3 separate regions of the Rattus norvegicus genome follow, and all the other regions are linked to region 1. A link is a contact called in public Hi-C data. All regions are on one chromosome and are shown on one strand. The core of a region is the stretch at or near the end of the contact, and the rest is flanking DNA. Distances in the headings are between cores, read along the strand shown.

Region 1 (3,699 bases), core at 458-2,957:
TCTTTTAGCCACAAGAGAAAAGAACAATGTTACATTATCTGTAAGAAAATGGATGCAGACTGACAAATTTGTTTTAAAAGACAAATACACATTTTTTTAAATCATTTGTGGTTCCCAGATTTTATATACAAGAATTCACACAAAATATAGAAAATATACAGAGTCATTTATGTATATATGACACAAAAGTAGAAATAAAACTGTCCAGAAATCAAAGGAGACTAAATTGGGGCTTGGGAGGTAAGGTGGCACGTGGGTATATGTGCTCAAAGAATCTTATATATTTTTAACCCCGGACCTCACACCATGAGTATACACCAAGAAACAAACAAATAAAAGAATGTAGGTGTTTCAGAGAGAAGCATGCAGTACAGGCCGGCTGCTTAGGCCTGGGTTTGGAGGGCAGCCTCTGCATGTGTCATTGCTATTATTTGAAGGTCACTTTGATGGCTTATCTGTTGAACTGGTTTCTCACAAGACCATTTAAAGCACACCGTGCCGAACACTTGGAGAACATACTGAAAGCTCAAAACAGCTGTCGAGAGTGAGCAAGGGAGAGATGGATCAATTTACATCGCAGGCTGCTTATTCCTGACTTGTTCCTAGGTAGCAAGGCAGGGAGATGGGATCTCACACAGGGCAGAAGGCAGCTACAGCAGAGGGAAAACATTCAGACCTTTTTACATTAACAATGTTACCAGAAGTTGCCAAACCCAGAAGGACAAATGGCAACATGTGGCTGTCAGCAGAAGTGTGAGGGCGGAACAGCCTCCTTCAGATGAGTCACTGGTTCTGTCCTATCTTGTCCAGGAGCTCTACCTGCAAAAGATGGGGGTGACAGTGTGGAGAGCAGCATGCCAAAGAATTGGTCTTTCTTCTGGGAACAGGCGGCCCCCTGGGCCACGCTGGGGTTTGTCCAGTTCGAAGGTTCTCAGACTTTGGCATGTGTAGAACTGAAGTGAAAGGTGTATTTACAAGGCCCATCTAAAGCCTTATCCACAGAAAGGCTGAGTCAGTGGATCCTTGGGGTAGCCCTAGAATCTTCAGGCTCTGTAGCTGCTTCCAAAGCTTTGAAGACTCCATATGGAGAAGGACAGCTCGGGCAAAGGCAAGCTGGGTAGAGACTCCCCAGGGAAGGCAGCTGCCCTTCTCCGTGGTCTATTCCCCAAAAGGCAGGATAAAAACACAAAGCAGAAAGCCACTTTTGCTTTCTTTTGTGCTGAAGCACGGCCTACTAAACTGTGTTATTGTTTCTCTGTCGCTGTGTGGGGAGACTTCATTATTCTGTTTGATGTAAGAGGAGCTGGGGATGAGAGGGTGGCTTCTTTCAGGGTACAGTGTGGTTTGGTGTAAGCATGAGTTACTGGCCAGCGTTACAGAGGTCCTTCAATTTGTCCCCTGCCATCTGGGTATTGCTAAACACATCTGTTCCTTCTCCTGAAGGATGCTCCAGGGTTGCCACACGATTTAAACTATGCAGAGAGACAAGCTCCATTTGTCCAAATCTCTGGTTAGCAGAGACGGCTCTGAAGAGCCTAGCCTGCCATGATTGGCACACATTCAGAGCCCGGGTTTTTAACTCTGAATTTTGATTTGGGCATTTGCCTGGGGTGTTAGTCTGCCAGGGCCTTCCCAGTCTGTTCTCTGCTGTTTTACTCCTAAAGATTTACAGCTAATGAAGGGATAAAGAAAGGTCATGGGGAGAGGCTGCAGCATGTGGTGGTGACTCACTGGCTGGGTCTGGTGTGGAGCCAGTTTGGGTGGAATGCTCCGGGCTGTGCCTGCTTTCCTGTGGCTCTCAGCCAGGACCCTGCAGGAACCAGTTTCTTGCCTGTTCCTGGTCAGCGAGAAAGCTTGGCTGTTCTACCTGTGTCCTGCTGGGATGAGCTCAAGTCAAAGTAATGAAACCTGTTGGCCATTTTGCAGAATCCAACAGTTGAGCGCTGGGAAGCTCAGGAGGCAACGCATAGTCTTGGGAGGGGTCAGGCATAGAGACCAGCTTCAGTCACCACAGCTTGTGGGGCACATTAACGAGGAGCTAAAGGAATCCAGGTGGGCAGCCAGGACCAGGCGCAGTTTCTGAGTCTCTGAGTTTGCTGCTGCTTTAAGCCAGATGATCTTTTTCTTGTAGGGGCTGTGTTGTACAACACAGGAAGTCAACAGCATGCCTGGTCTCTCACCCATCAGAACTCGGGAACCCCTACCCCGTCAGTGTAACTAGGAAAAATCACCTCTGGCTGAGAACCACTGTGGTGTAGCAGTTTCAGGCCTGTGACTGGCCAAGATTGGGATGATCCACCCACTGCAAAAATCTACTGGGCACTAACCATGTGACAAGTTCTCTGCTTGCATCCAGTGCCTCATTTCTAATGTACATTATATGTGCATTATGCATTATAATGTATACATTATATATTATACATTGTACATTATAATTATTCATTAGAATGTATCACATTATAGCTGTGACATGAGGAAATCCTTTTTGTCCCACGGTAGGGATAAGAGGCCAGATGTTTGTTCACAAAGATAACCTGGAGCTCAAGGCCAAGTGTAAGTTGCCCCTTCCTCCTTTATTGTCTTCCATCATGGAGCTATCAGCTGGGAATATGGGTGAAAATTCGAGGTGCAAGACCCAAGCTGTTACTGTGGCTCAGAGATGCTGCCTGCTGGGTTGAATCCACTTCAGGGCTGGGCTCCAGAAAATAGCTACAATCCCTGTGGAGACATCGAGAGACACGGACAAACTGGAAAGCAAGTAGAGGATCCAGCCAGATGTTCTGTGGGGAAGGACAGGAGCCCGAGTTCCTGCTAGACAGTTCAGATAGAGATCCTCTGATGGGAGGTTGTCACAGGGCATCCTCACCCTGCCCTACTGATAGTTCCACCTGTCCATGGTTCCTGACCCCTGCCCTGTGACACTGGATATACACTCAAATCTGCCATTTTTCAGTTCACATATCGATCACCCAGCCTCCATTTTCACTGTCAGGCTCAAGGCTTCCTTTGCTGTGTGACCCCTGGGAGCAAGTCTGGGCTCTGGGAAGGACCAATGGTTGCAATATGGGGTCAGTGGTGGTCACATAGTACACTAAGACCTGTAACATGACAACAGAACCTAGTTTGGAGTCTAATCTGTGTACAACACCTGGAGTTCAGAAAAACTCATGACTTGTAATTCAACACCAGTAGATGGCAATCTCCCTGGGAAATGCATGTCTAGCCATAACAGCATTGGAGGGGGTGGGTGGAAGGAGGGGTACTGTGGGAAGGGGAAGGTTTGAGGAGACCCAGTCTTGAAATGAGGTGTGCATGCAAATGGCATATGGAAGCCTGTTGCTTTAAGAACTAATTTAAAATCAAACAGGAATTAAAAATTAAAAATATAACTCATTTAAAAGTATTTTATTTTTATTTGTATGTGTAGAGGAGCATGGTTGTCTGTGGAGACCAGAAGATGGTGTCAGATCTCCTGGAGCTGGAGTTATAGGTGGTTCTGAGCCTCATGAGAAAGGTGCTGAAACGGAACTCGGGTCCTCTAAGGGAGCATCCCTCAAAAGCCAATCTCTCCGACGTCCACAACACATTTTAAAGAGGAGCAAGGTTTCTGCTGTCAATTCCTCCATGAAGGCTGTGTGGGGGGCTGTTGCTTTGGTCTGGTGGATACTTAGAACCCAATGGGCTTCGGTTTGGAAAATG
Region 2 (3,699 bases), core at 769-3,268, 230 kb after region 1:
GAACTCCTAATTAGGACTTAAAAACCAGTCATTCAGGCCAGTAGGCAGGAAGACACCTTAGACTTTAGGGCCTTGAGTCTTCTACATTGTAGCTGGGAGAGTCATTTCTTTTGGGACAGTGGCTCTTGCCAAAACATAACACCCATGAAGGAATATCTCAGAAAGTGCAGAGTGAGTTCACACATCCTACCTTATCTCCCTCCCTGAAACACATACATAGATAGAGGGAGAGGTAGAGGAGAGGGAGAGGGAGAGGGAGAGGGAGAGGGAAAGGGAGAGGGAGAGGGAAAGGGAGAGGGAGAGGGAGAGAGCCACACCCAGAATGTTCCAGTCACCTGTACCTTCCAGTAAGCAGTCACCTGGCCTGTTCTCTGGGCTTCTCAAGGTCTGGCCTTCCTTGCAAGGGGTCCCTCCTGCTGCATACACTGCCTATTCCTTTCTTCTGCTTTTGTGCTGCTCCAACAGAATAATTGAGACTGTTAATATATAAAGAAGAGAGACTATTTGTTCACTCTAAGGGCTGGGAATTCCAAAGCTCAGGGCCAGCATCTGGCAAGAGCTTTCTTGCTGGAGATCCTAAGGTAAACAGAGAAAAGTAGTTTGGGACTGATGGGTGCTTGCTTTTATATCTCCCTCTTGTGACAATAAACCTACTTCTGTGACAATGACATTAATCCGAGGCGGAGCTTCATGACCAAAACACCTCTTCAAGATCTCCCTTCTCAGAACCATGGTACTGGAGATTAAGTTTCCGACATGAAATCTTCCGGATGCACTCATGCAACAGCACTGCACAGTAAGCCATCCCCAGAGAACCTCATACAGACTAGACAGGCATGAGCGAAACTATCCCGGCTTCATCCCTCTGTCGTTGTCTGAGTTGGGAAATTCATGACTGTAGACATATACTCTATGGCTGAGTAATTTAAATATGTCTACAACCAGTGTCCTATATATGCATGTTTTTCATGGGAAACATGCACATTTGAAAATAAATCAGACAAAATTTATACTAATGTGGAATGTCATCTGCCACAGCACTTAGATCATTCTAGGACATTTCAAACTTAGGAGTCACATGTTGCCAAAAGAATCCAGGCACGGTGTCTCATGACTGTAACCTTAGCACCCAGGAGGCTGAAGCACGCGAATGCCATAACCTCAAGGCCAGTCAGGACAATTCAGTGAAACCTTGTCTCAAAATAAAAGAAAGAGCTGGAGATGAAGTTCAGTGACAGAGCCCTTGGCGTGTGTGTGTGTGTGTGTGTGTGTGTGTGTGTGTGTGTGTGTGTGAGAGAGAGAGAGAGAGAGAGAGAGAGAGAGAGAGAGAGAGAGAGAGAGAAGACTAAAAATAAAATTAAAAACTAAAGTTTAATGGGTACTACAAAATCCCCAGAATGTCAGACTGAGTATAAATACCCTACACAGAACCAACACAGCCTCACAATTAGACAGTGTTGATTTAGAAGGTTGGGGATCACAGCTTATTATCCCTCAGTTCTCCTGGAGCCTATGGATTTGGGGGTATACTTGGGTGTGCAACCTTCACTGCCTGATGGGATAAAAGAACAAACAACTAGTAACAACTAGGTCCATCCAGATCAAACAAACAATGGAGCCCTAGGGGAGGGTCAGAGCCCAAGGAGAAGGTCCAAAGAATTCTAACAGCAGAGATCTATTCTCAACTATGTTTAACTGAGATGAGGCAATATGGTGCTCTAGTGAGAACCATGCACCAAAGGTCAGGACACAGGGGTTTACTCCAAGCTCTGGTTCTGCCATTAACATTTATGTCGCCTTGAGTGACTCAGTCTCTCCGAGGTCCACTCAACTTACCTCTGAAAAGAGAGAGGTCCTTCATGGTCTGAAATTTTCTTTGGCTGCTTTGAGACATAGTTGAACATTCATTAGGGTGCAGATACTGGCTTTCTTGCTTGACAGTGCTTAGAGAGTGGGAGCATGTTGGAATCAAGCTCTGTATCATTGACTCATGTCTGTACACTGGAATCCAGGGAAAGAGTATGCTGAGTCACTCAGAGAACACACCCTGAAGCTGAGGGCTGTGGACAAGCTGTTCCTCACAGCATGCTGCTCCAGGTCAGACGGAAAAGCCGGTGGAAGCTAGTACTGAGGATATTAGTCTCATAGGCAGGCAGCTGCCAAGAAAAAACTCAGAGGACCTGAACTAGTGTTCCTGATGTCACCGTATTCCATAGTTGGGGTAGTCTCTTCTCATCCCCAGGTTCGATAGTCACTTATCTCATAACTGTGACAAAAATCCCAGGGAAAAGCAACTTAAGAAAGGGTCTATTTGAGCTTGAGGTCAAGAGGGTGTGGTCCAGAAAGGTGGGAGTTTAAGGCAGTAGGTTACACTGTACTGGAGGAATGTCAATGCTAGCTCATGTTCTCCTTTTGATTCAGTCAGAAATTCAATCCTCAGGATGTTATCCCTCATACTTGGGGTCGGTCTTCCACCTTGTTAGCCCAATCTAGACACTTGAGAAAGAGATGTGCTCAGAGATTTTTTTCCTAGGAGAGTCTAGATCCCTTTGAGTTGACCATATAAACAGCACACCCTGTTTGGGCTGCTATAACAAAATAATTTGTTTCCAGGAGATTCAATGCCCTCTCCTAGACTCCACAGGTACTCATGCTCACATGTATGCATAAACACACATGTCCACATGCACAAGCACACACAATAAAACAATAATTTAAAAGGAAAAATTGACACTCCCATTTTAGAAACCCAAACTTCCACAGGTTGAGAATGTGAAATATTTCTTTGTATGTTTGTTTTATTTCTGAATTTGTGGATGTTTAGGAGTGGGGTGTGAATGCATGACTAAATATGACAGGTGGGGAGCATGGAGGGACGTTTCGGAGAGGCGTTGTCAAATACCAGTCAACAAGTAACTGAAGAGCCGTTCTGACGTTCCCTGAGTCACTCTTCCCTTACCCATATACTTTGTGAGAAGCTCGAAGTCCATAAAAAAGACCGTGAGGTTTCATTATACATGGCCCTTGTTCACAGCAAGCAATATCTAAAACACAACATCCTGAATTAGACATAGATTAATTACAAAGGAAGGAGAAAACGAAGAGGGTCAATATTTATTGAGTATCGTCTGTTTGCCAAGAACTATACTGGGTACTTTATACACATGAATTAACCTTTGCAGTGAGTTAACCTTTATGGTGACATTAACCCTAAAGTATCCCTCAGAATGGCTTCCTTATAGAGATAAATGTACTGAGGCTTAGAGAGATTAAACCGATTGTCAATTATCACAGTTACCACAAGACAGAACCAGGCCTACCTAGGACTTTACAGCAGCGCTCTTTCTCTCTCTCTCTCTCTCTCTCTCTCTCTCTCTCTCTCTCTCTCTCTCTCTTTCTCTCTCTCTGAGTGTGTGTGTGTGTGTGTGTGTGTGTGTGTTATGCATATACTAAACAGAGAACAAAAGAGCTTGAATATATTGGAAAAGTGTTCTACTGCTGGACTATACTGCCAGTTTCAACACTCCGTCCTACAAGTCTCTGCCCTATAACACTTGGATTAGAAATGGGGGTGATAGAAACCTATATCCTCGAGGAAGTGGATTAAAATCAGAGCTCTTGTATGAATTAATAGACAGGGCAGAACAAAAATATAAGTCCTCTCAATGCCCTGCTTAGAATCTATGTTGACCATTAATG
Region 3 (3,699 bases), core at 724-3,223, 160 kb after region 1:
AAATGTGCACCCGATTCCCAACTGTGAGAGGGTGAGTAGAAGTCAAAGCACCCTGAATGGAGCAGAAAACCAGGAAAGCATCAGATGCTGCTGGATATCCTGAAAGGGTTACTTTATGAAGCTCAATTCCAGATACATGCACATGTTATCTGTCTAATGTGGAGTCTGTGTTCCCTGTACCCTATGGGATCTTCCATTTCTCAACACCTACTTGTTGGAATCTGATTAATGGGACACAGGTACCTGAACCCCCCTTCCACACAGGCTACTCTACTGTGTGTGTGTGAGTGTATATGTGTGTGTGTGTGTGTAACTGTATATATGATTCTGTGCATGTGAAAGAGAGGCATTTGGGTATTTATGTGTGGTTTATGTTAAAGATGTATATTTATTGTAGATTTTGGTGTAAAAAACAAAACAAAACAGAAAGTGGCTACACTCTGTACCTCAAACATGGCCATGAATCAGTGGCAGCTAGCCTACTCCAGATAGTCATTGCACACATAGTCTATGGATCCTACCAAGATCTACTGAGTTGGGATTTGGACGTGCTTAACAAACACCACATTGCTGTGTGAGCACTAAAGTTGAAAACCACTTTAGGCCTGGCATCTGTGAAAGGGTTTTCCTGGCAGCCTTGGGGCTGTTTAAACCATCAAGCGTCATACCTATTTTCTTTGGTCACTGTCCAAAGAATGAACCTTCCTATTCCAAACTCTGTCCATGCATTGTACAATCTTATCACAATAACACTCTGTGCAGATCCACCTAATCCTTCCAGAAGCCTCTCCCCCTCCCCTTCTTCCCGAACCCTCTGAGCAGCCTGTTGCATAATTAACAAAGCCCAAGCTCCACCACTTTCCCTATCATTTCCACAGTCAAAGGAAAGCCACTCAGTAGATGCTCCCTTTGTGTTTGGAAAGTGGGTCAAGTCCCCTCCAATGCCTTCGCCACTGCTCCTGAGTCATAAGTTTCCTACCCTTTAGGATGAGCTTTATCAACTAGAATGCCTTTGGCAGTAAGTCACATAGTGTTCAACTGCCAGGACCTAACAAAGGGACATTTATTATTATAGTACGCGGTAAATTGAAGGGCTGTGTGCTAATTGACTAGTTCAACAGGTCTTTTTGCTCTGTTTCATCCAGGATGTTGGATTTAATCCTCAGGCTTGTTCCATCCTGGTTATAAGACAGCTGCAGCAACTCCAGCCATTGCATCTTTCCCAGCCATGTCAGATTTGATCACCCATAGCTTCTGTAACAATTAACACAGACTTGGTACTTAGAACAACAGGGTCTTATTCTCCAGGAGGCTGAAGTCAGTGTCACTGAGGTGAAATGAAGGTGCCGGCCGGGTACAACACTCTCTGAAGGTTCTGTAGGAAAACGTGGTCCTCGTCTCCCACCGTTTCTGATGGTTCCAGCATTCCTGCGCTGAGGCTGTACCTCTCTAACCATCCTCTGTCTTTCCACTGAAGGTAAATGAGGTTCTTTAGACCATGAGTTCCTGTGCCTATCTGGGCCGTATAAGAGGATGTCCCAACTCAAGTCCTCGAGTTTAATCATGTCTGCACAGGCCCTCTTCCCAACCTGCCAGAGCTGTTATTTACCCTAGCAAAATGCTATACACTAGGCTATGCAAATTCTCTCATCTAGAATGTTCTTTTATCCTTTCTGCTTGTTTATTTCTGAAACAGGATCTCATACAACCACGGATGACCTTGAACTTTGATTCTTGTGCTCCTACCCCTCAGACACTGGGATTGCATTACGCACCACTATGCCTAGCCTGTTTCACACATGCCAAGCACAGCTCCCTTCATCCATAAATTCTTCTCAGGGAGAAAAATCTTTACTGGATGCCTTCATCATGTTAACCCCAGACCTATTAATGGTGTGGGGCTCGTGAACACAGAATATAGTCTCTTAGGGGAGGAAGGCTGGATCAGCAAGAAAAGTGGCCAGAGGGTGAGAACAAGCTGTCATTGTTCTCTTTGCCCCACCGTGGTATTTTCTCTACTTTTCTCCACAACACAGAGGACTGTAGCAGCTGAATTAGATCTTTTGTGTGACCTCACAAACCCCTTCTGCCTTCCATCCCAGCCTCTCTCTGGGCCTGACCATCACTTTCTCTGAACAGCCAGCATGGTGCCCACTGCCCCGACTGGCTCTCTACCTGCCCAGCTTGCTCTCAGAGCTCATATTTGCATCCTCCCCTGTCACCCATCAGCTTGGTCCTTGGAGGTTCTGTTGAAGTCACCCGATCACCAAGTCTGAGCAACCCTCTACTACCTCCTTGCTCAAACTTCCATCATCCTAACTTGCTCCCCTTCGCTCTCAGTGGGGCACTTTGCACTCCCAGTTAATAGGAGAGCCTGACAGACACCCCTCCTGCCCCTCATCCATGTCCTGAGATGCTGAATCATCTGTCCATCCTTTTGATGAGGGGGAACTTTATTCACTTCCATCTCTAATGGAAACCAGCATCCTGTGCCTAGACCCTGGAGGTTCTATGTCCTGTTGTCCCCCCCCCCCCATCTCCTGGCAACTTCCCTGGTAGAACAGACAGACAGTTTGGTGTAGAAGAAGACACCGTAGCCCCCATCACAAGTAAATAATTCCTGTCTGGTTTATGTGGCATCTTAATCTTCCCTTATATCTCTCTCTTGCTTTCCTGTGTAGTATTTTGGTTTCTGTGCATTCTTTGTCCTTGTTTAGAAGCTAAGAGTAAGAAAGACCCTCAACCCCTACACCAACAGCCCCATGTATTTGTTTTTACTATTCGATCTTTTTCCTGAATGGAAATATTCAGAATACAAGAGTATTTGTTTCATTGCTTCCCAGAGGGACACAGAAAACATCTGCATGAGGGAAAAACAAAATCAAGCAAAAACCTCTTATTTGTCTCTAGATCAGTTTTGTGTGAAGAAAAAGGGTCTTGGCAGAGGAAGCCAAAAAGAGAGACCTGAGTCTGGATGGCTTACTTCCCCTCTTTGACCCTGACACTTTGTTCTCCAAGGGGCAGTTGTAGAAGAAATGCCTCCTTGTTTCTCCCCTCCCAATCACCGTCTTCCAAGCTGGGGATAGCTCGTTTAGGAGCGTGGTTGACTAACATGCACAAAGCTCAGGATTCCATACACCCATGCTTGATGATGAATACTGGTAATTCCAACACTGGGAAGGTACAAGTCAAAGGATCAGAGGTTCAAGGCCAGCCTTATGTACAAAAGACACTGTCTCAAAAGCACTTCATGCAATATGTTATGGATTATATATGCTCAGCCCAGGGAGTGGCACTCTTAGAAGGTATAGCCCTGTTGGAATAGGTGTGGTCCTATTAGAGTAGGTGTGTCACTGTGGGGGTGAACTTTAAGACCCTCATCCTAGCTGCCTGGAATCCAGTCTTCCACTAGCAGCCTTCAGATGAAGATGTAGAACTCAGCTCTCAGCTCTGTCTGCACCATGCCTGCCTAGATCCTCCCACCTTGATAATGACTGAACCTCTGAACCTGTAAGCCAGCCCCAATTAAATGTGGCCCTTTATAAGATTGCCTTGGTCATGGTGTCTGTTCACAGGAGTGAACCCTAACTAAGACACAGTAACAATGAGGAATCCCTCCTGACAGTGATCTAAGATATGCCTCCTGGTACCCACTGACACTGCCATTCAGTTTCATCCCAACTCTCATTTTTCCATGCT

What was found. Hi-C and Micro-C count contacts between places; a contact is called where the count stands out from the background.
Region 2: a contact with region 1 is called in a Hi-C map of mammary epithelial cells, with 1.9 times the contacts expected there. The contact joins two enhancer-like sites. A contact is called at or near these places in 2 of 12 Hi-C or Micro-C datasets (Schwann cells and mammary epithelial cells).
Region 3: a contact with region 1 is called in a Hi-C map of Schwann cells, with 3 times the contacts expected there. The contact joins two enhancer-like sites. A contact is called at or near these places in 2 of 12 Hi-C or Micro-C datasets (Schwann cells and mammary epithelial cells).

The regions. Positions count from the first base shown.
Region 1 is chr2:126,121,309-126,125,007 of GRCr8, forward strand. No RefSeq gene overlaps it. Among named protein-coding and RNA genes, the nearest start is that of Pgrmc2, 110 kb to the left of the region's middle. Within about 2 kb of position 1,708, at least 37 of the 93 cell types and tissues checked have an H3K27ac peak or open chromatin away from gene starts, as enhancers often do. A contact at or near this core is called in Schwann cells, where this site is marked.
Region 2 is chr2:126,346,218-126,349,916 of GRCr8, forward strand. No RefSeq gene overlaps it. Among named protein-coding and RNA genes, the nearest start is that of Jade1, 120 kb to the right of the region's middle. Within about 2 kb of position 2,019, at least 28 of the 93 cell types and tissues checked have an H3K27ac peak or open chromatin away from gene starts, as enhancers often do.
Region 3 is chr2:126,283,023-126,286,721 of GRCr8, forward strand. No RefSeq gene overlaps it. Among named protein-coding and RNA genes, the nearest start is that of Jade1, 190 kb to the right of the region's middle. Within about 2 kb of position 1,974, at least 11 of the 93 cell types and tissues checked have an H3K27ac peak or open chromatin away from gene starts, as enhancers often do. A contact at or near this core is called in Schwann cells, where this site is marked.